2 separate regions of the Zea mays genome follow, and region 1 is linked to region 2. Evidence: chromatin contacts called from public Hi-C data. All regions are on one chromosome and are shown on one strand. The core of a region is the stretch at or near the end of the contact, and the rest is flanking DNA. Distances in the headings are between cores, read along the strand shown.

The links. A called contact is a pair of places that touch in the nucleus more often than the background predicts.
Region 1: a contact with region 2 is called in a Hi-C map of bundle sheath, with 1.6 times the contacts expected there. The contact joins the promoter of LOC100286016 here to the promoter of LOC103642089 in region 2. A contact is called at or near these places in 3 of 25 Hi-C or Micro-C datasets (bundle sheath, ear and tassel).

The regions. Positions count from the first base shown.
Region 1 is chr10:146,231,263-146,234,276 of Zm-B73-REFERENCE-NAM-5.0, reverse strand. It overlaps LOC100286016, which reads right to left and starts at 1,657. Exons shown (of 7, transcript NM_001158904.2): 1 at 1,194-1,657; 2 at 491-1,061; 3 at 213-338. The coding sequence starts at 1,525.
Region 2 is chr10:146,091,274-146,094,554 of Zm-B73-REFERENCE-NAM-5.0, reverse strand. LOC103642089 (organic cation/carnitine transporter 4) reads right to left here and starts at 2,006. Exons shown (of 3, transcript XM_008665410.4): 1 at 1,433-2,006; 2 at 1-236. The coding sequence starts at 1,847.

The DNA.
Region 1 (3,014 bases), core at 408-2,907, 140 kb before region 2:
CTTCAGTTATCTAAGATCCATCAGCTTGAGTTTAATTTCAATCATGATCCTATCGATACACGATCAGATAATAACATACCTAATGAGGTGAACGAAGTTCGTTTAAGAAAACCAATGCAAGTTGCGTACTATATATAGCTAGCTTCACCGCGTGTGTACGTAGTATACAGCAAGCAAAGATATATAGCTAGCTAGGTTTCTCTTCTACGTACCTTGAACGTTGGCAACGGCGACGGCGTCTGGAGCCTCGATTTCTTGAAGGCCGGCACCAGCTCTCCGTTTGCCTTCTTCTTGGTGATGATGGAGCTAGCAGACTCTCCTACTCCTTCCAACGCAGTCTACATATACACAGACATATATAACCACACGAAGGTTAATTACTCCTTATTACGTCTAGCTAGGCCGATCATATCGCCAATGTTGCCGTTGTCTTGAAGTAAATTAATGTTCGTATCTCAATTCTTAAGGCGATGCACATATGTGTACCTACCTTTAATGCAAGGGTTGCAGTAGCACGCGCCGCCGGCGATGGTTTCACAGAACGTACGCTGCTGCTAGCTTGGTCAGCCGGCGCCGGCGCCGGCGCCGGCGCCGGCGGCACGCCGAACCCAGCCGCAGCGGAAGGGTTCCAGGACGGCGCGTCGTTGGTGAACTGGAGTGCCTCCCTGCTGGCAGCTCCGCCGGCCGGTGCAAACGACCTCGCCTGGCCCATGCCCATCTGCTGGTACTGGTCATACTGCTGCTGGTACCCCGGCAAAGCCGGCTTCGCCGCGTCCGCTGTCGGCTCCATGAGGCTTCTCAGCAGAGACGACTGGAACCCGTAGGGTGAGGTCGTCGGCGACAGGAGCAGCTCGGCCTCGGAGCCGCCGAAGTTGGACAGCATCTGCTGGTGGTCCGGCTCTTGGTGATGGTGACCTTGTTGCAGGGCCAGGGCTAGGTTATTGGATGAAGGGTTCATGAGGCTTGATGCGGCCATGGGGCTCTGCTCAGTTGTCGATGAGCTCATGTCCTGCTGGTGACCATCTTGCAGAAACCCATGCAAAGTAGCAGCGCCGCTGCTCCTATATATGTTCGAACAAATATACACATAGATTTCAGAGCCATGTGATAGAGTATCTGATACTATAAATGATACTATAATTTTCTGGCCAATCGAGCCTATACTCTCTGAGAAGTAATACAATCAGACTTACAAATAGGGATGCCTCCAGTCAGCGCAGCCAGCAAGAGGCTGCTGCACCACGGCGGTTCCGACGCCGCCGGCCGGTTCTTGGAAGGTCACGGAGCTGTTGTTCCCGGGCGACTCCGACGAGGCGGTGGTGGCGCTCTTGTTGGCCTTTGCCCCCTCCGCCGCCAGGTCGTAGCTAGCAGCCAGGGCGGACGACCACGTGGTGAAGCCGCCGGCCAGCTCCGTCGAGCACGTGGTCGCGGGCACCGCCGTACTCCACCAGCCACCACGAGGGGCAGCGCCGGCGCCGTTGTACATGGCCGGAGTGGCATGCAGCATCTCAGCGTGATCCCCCATGTCGGCGGCCGACCGATCTGCTCCGTTTCTTGGCCGATGATAGATGTCGCGTGCGAAGCTAAGGGCGGCTAGCTAGCAAGTAGAGAGAGTGTGATGAGTGCTTGGCTGCTTGCTTAGCTTATTGGGTTGGGCAAGCTTGGGGGGGGGGGGGGGGGGGGGGGAAAGCTAGCTAGCTAGCTGAGCTGAGCAAGCTGAGCTGAGCAAGCTGAGCTGAGCTAGCTAGCCGCTGCAGCTGAGCTTAACCGGCTGGAGTCGTTATTAGGCGGTCTTCCGGCATTGCGTCAGATAATTCCGGTGCAACTGATCATGATCCGTCGGTAGTTCAACGACCCTAAGTGTACGTATAGCTAGTATCACTGCTACTGCGTCGCAGTGCTTCTCTGCATGCATCGGAAAATGCAACTTTATTATTCTTAGCTTTAGTTTAGCAGGTGGTGTTACTTCCTTTGTTTCGTAGGGCGTGTTTGCGACGCGTATGAGGCCGACTCGGGGCGTTCGGGTGAAGCAGACTGAAGTTAGTCGGTCTCAACTGATACAACATATTTTGTCATATTTTGTTTGTATCAAATAAGTTTGGTTCAAGTGAGTCGATGTTTGCCACCGTAGACAGCCAGGTTAAAAGTCACTTTTGTTTCTTGGAAGCAGCCACGAGGAGCTTGTTTTGCGCCACCGGCAACCGAGCTCAAAAAAACGGAGCCTGCCTTCGTTTCCTGGGAGCCAAGCTGAAGAGCCACTTTTGCACGCACAGAACCGAGCTCCAAAACAAGTCAAGCCACACAAACACATACGTTGTATCCCGCGAGCACAGCTAGACCAGCGGATCAAGGTCGCAAACGTGCCCGTAGTAACCTCGTAGGGTTAGGATATGGTTCATAAAAAATGAAAGTGGCATCTGTGATTACAATCTTCTCTGATCCTACAATTGTGATTTAAATCCTTGATTTTTTTTATTTTACCCCTTCATGTTGAAAAATGAAGTGTTGTCATACCTAACGCCGTTACGTGCAGTTAACATTACAAATTTGATGTGAAAAGACAAAAAATGCCTATACAATTTATTGTAATTATACCCCTTATTATATTATGTAATTGTGATTTTACCTATTTTGGGGTTGCGCCCATACAGAATATGAGGTTAGTTTTTTAACCTTTCACCCATTTCTTTTCGATTTTTTTATTTTTAATCACTAATTCTAATTTTCACTAATGGTGTTGAGAGGGAGGGGCAAACGATAGCTTTGTTTTCAAAACAGAGGGATAAAATCATAATTCTTTATTGTTGAATAAAGACGGGTAAAAATAAAAATGTGAAGTGATCGATCTAAAAGGCATTTGACCTCTAAAAAAAGCGAGTCTCGGTGATAGCAACGTAAGCAAATAAATTACGCCAATAAGATGGAATAATGTTTGATGGTTATTTGACCTAACCAGAAAGGGTCAGTACTAGTGATCGAACTAGAGTTAGCAAGCAAGCAGCACTACACTGCTG
Region 2 (3,281 bases), core at 757-3,256:
GGACATGCCGGCGGCGCCGCGGCGGGCGGGGCCGACGGGCTCGGTGGCCAGCACGAAGGCCAGCACGCCGACGCTGCCCGTGCTGAAGCCCGTGAGGAGGCGCAGCGCCGCGTAGGCCCAGTAGGTCGGGGCCAGCGCGGTCAGCAGGCCGAAGGCGGCGTTGAGCACGCACACCACCTGCAGCGACCCCTTCCGGCCCAGGAACGAGTCCGAGAGGTGGCCGAACACGCCCGCTCCTGCATAGGAAGAAAGATAATTGACCACGAGGCCCTGTCTAGATGAGAAACTAGCCCAGCCAAAGGTGAAAAGCCCACACCAAAGAGACGACTATTTTTTTTTGGTCTGCTTGTGGGTGAGCCAGGCCAGGCGGGAATGGAGAGGCCGGAGGCGATGGGCGAGGCAAGCCAAGCCAAGCCAAAGCCAAGCGAGTGATTGGCTGGGCGCTGAGCCGTGACCGTGAGACATCCTCCCCGTCAAAGCCGTCGTGGCATTTGGCGCGGCGGGGGGAGCCACGTAGCCAAGCTAATCCGCGCCACGCGTGCCTACGTGTCACGTCGCGCTACGCCGCTTCGCAGACCAATCGGTGGCAGACGAGACGAGGCACGGAGGTTTCGCTTTGTTTGCCTTCGGAATGCCTAGACATGACCAACCTGACTGACCACCGCATGCCTGCATATCAATTTCATTTTCCCCCATAATCCATTCATCTACTCTTATACTTATCCATCATCACATGAGAGTGGACATGCAAAGCTGGTGGAGTCAATAGCAGAAGATAACATGATAGCATATTGATTGACACGGCTTCATTTGTTGTGTTCTGAATTCTGATCGGATCTGACTTCCGGTCCGGGACTCTAACGCTAGTCCAGAGCCACAGAAAGGCGTAGTGGATGCTAGGTAGGATTAGGATCAGGCGAAAAGATTCCTCGGTATATCTCGTTTCGCCAGAAGCTGTGAACGTTGGGAAACTGCGTGCCTGAGCGGGACATCGAGACCAGACCGTTTTTAACTGTGCTTTGGACTCATTCGCTACGGTAGAATGCTAGATGTTGGAACAGAGACGGCTACCGGCAGAGAAAGCTACGGGACAAAGCCGACAAGATGCGCCGCACCTCAAGTCAAGCTGCGCGGCTGCACTTTTGTCTAAGGCTGCCGCCGCCGAAATGCTGTAAGAGAGGAGTAGAGGACCGAGGTAAAATGGCACTTGACCATCTCCTCATCCACCAGATCAGACCACAGCACATGTCCGGCATTCGTGTCGTGTCGTGTCGTGCATGTGGCCGATGAGCTGCTGAGCCCGCCAGAAGCGAAGCACTCACTCGACTCGACGGCCGCCGCACCTCTAGTTATACGCCTAATCTAAAAAAAACCATTTCCTTTCCAAACGACGAACACGCGGTCCGGAATGAATTCAGATACGCGCACTGACCGATCATGCAGCCGGCGAAGAACACGGCCTGGGCGAGGCCGACCTTGTAGCGCTCGCCGCAGACGAGCCCCCACTCGGCGACGGTCGACGCCGCGGCGCCGCCGGCCCACTCCCACCCGGCCGCGCCGGCGCCGGCGCAGGGGTCCCCGCACACCGCGCCGGCGCCGGCGCAGGACGTGGCCGGCTCACGGTCCGCGAAGATGATCACCATGGTGTGCAGCGCCTCCAGCGCCCACGCCGCGGACACCAACACGAAGTGCCGCAGCTGCCACCGCCCGAACTCCCCCGCGTGCGCCGACAGCGCCTCGTCGATGCTCACGCGCCGCCGGCCCTCGCCGCTGCTCTTCTGCTTCTGCTTCTTCCACGCCTCGCCATCATTGCTGCCGGCCGAGAGGAGCGGCTCCGTCGTCGACATGTCTGCCGCCGGCCACGCGCGTCCCGCCCGCTAGCTGCTTCTGCTAGCACCTAGACCTAGCAGTGTGTGGCCTTTTGCTCCTGTGTGCGTTCCGGGCGCCCAGTGCGCTCGCGGGACTCTATTTGTAGCTGTAGGCTGTAGCCGCCCCCCGGGGCCCGGACGGAGGCAGGCGTCGTGCGTCGTGATCGCGGGCGGCTATTTACTTAACGGGATCGTATCCAGTGCACAAGGGCCACGCCGTGCACAAATGCACAAAACGAAACCTGGTCGTCCGTCTCCCATCCAACGGCCGTCGTAAATTTGCAGATGAACCCTCCCGCAGCCTCCGTAGCTTGCCGAGTCTGTTTTGTGAAAAACCCCCCGCGCCGTCATGTCGTTGGATGGAAAATGGACGGCCAGATTTCGTTTTGTGCATTTGTGCACGGCGTGGCCCTTGTGGACTGGATACGATCCCTTACTTAACGGCGTCAGACTCTGGCTTCGAGAGGACGAGGGCGTCCGTCGCCGTCGCATAAGCCTCCGCGACTCTGGCAATGGACGGTTCTGATGCAATCATCCCGTTGAAGAACCAAAGCGTGTCCAGATACGACGCACCGGCGGCGAGGCTGTAATATGATTTCCATACTAGTTAAGGTTTGGTAGTTTGGTCAGTAATTATGTTGATGAATGGTATTATTGTATTGGCCCTTTATCTTTTGTATTGTTCTATTTATGTGTTTATGTGGATCATATCACTCTGAGGGATCCAAAACTTAAAAATTTATTTATTTATTTATTAAACTAGACATTTTACACGTGAATCAGTGACTCGTTTAGTTTAGCAGCAGTTTGCATACATACAAACCGTCCCTCCAGTTCTTCAGAGGCATTATAGGTACTTTATAAATAATCTATAGCTTTTTGGGACGGCGTGATTCTAAAAAATCAAGGGAGCGGTGTCGCCCTCCGACTCATCCTACCTTGACATCAAATCAAACACATCATTAAGCATAGCCATGGTAATTTTGGGTGCCACACTTCGATTAATCTTTGGTCATCTTATATGCATGTAACCTTTAATAGGAATATGTATAGTAGGTCCGCTCCTAGACACTGCTAGAGCAAGGAGTATAACGAGAATCAGAATGCCGAAGTAAAAGCTTTGCACATGGAGATTTATACTCCTATATAGCAATATAATGTACGGTTACTAATGACATCTTTCCTGCGAACTAGTGTTGGTATATTGTGCTTATTCATGTCGTAGATGCATGACGACCACTCTAGCCTTACTGATGCATATTTCAATGGGCGCAAAGAAACATTCATTTATCCTATCTAAGATAAAAATTTGATTCATATACCTCCCTCATCCCATAATACTTGATTTGATGTTTTAGAAAGACTAAAATACCGCTCAGAAGTAGGGATAGAGATGTATTGGAGAAGAAAAAA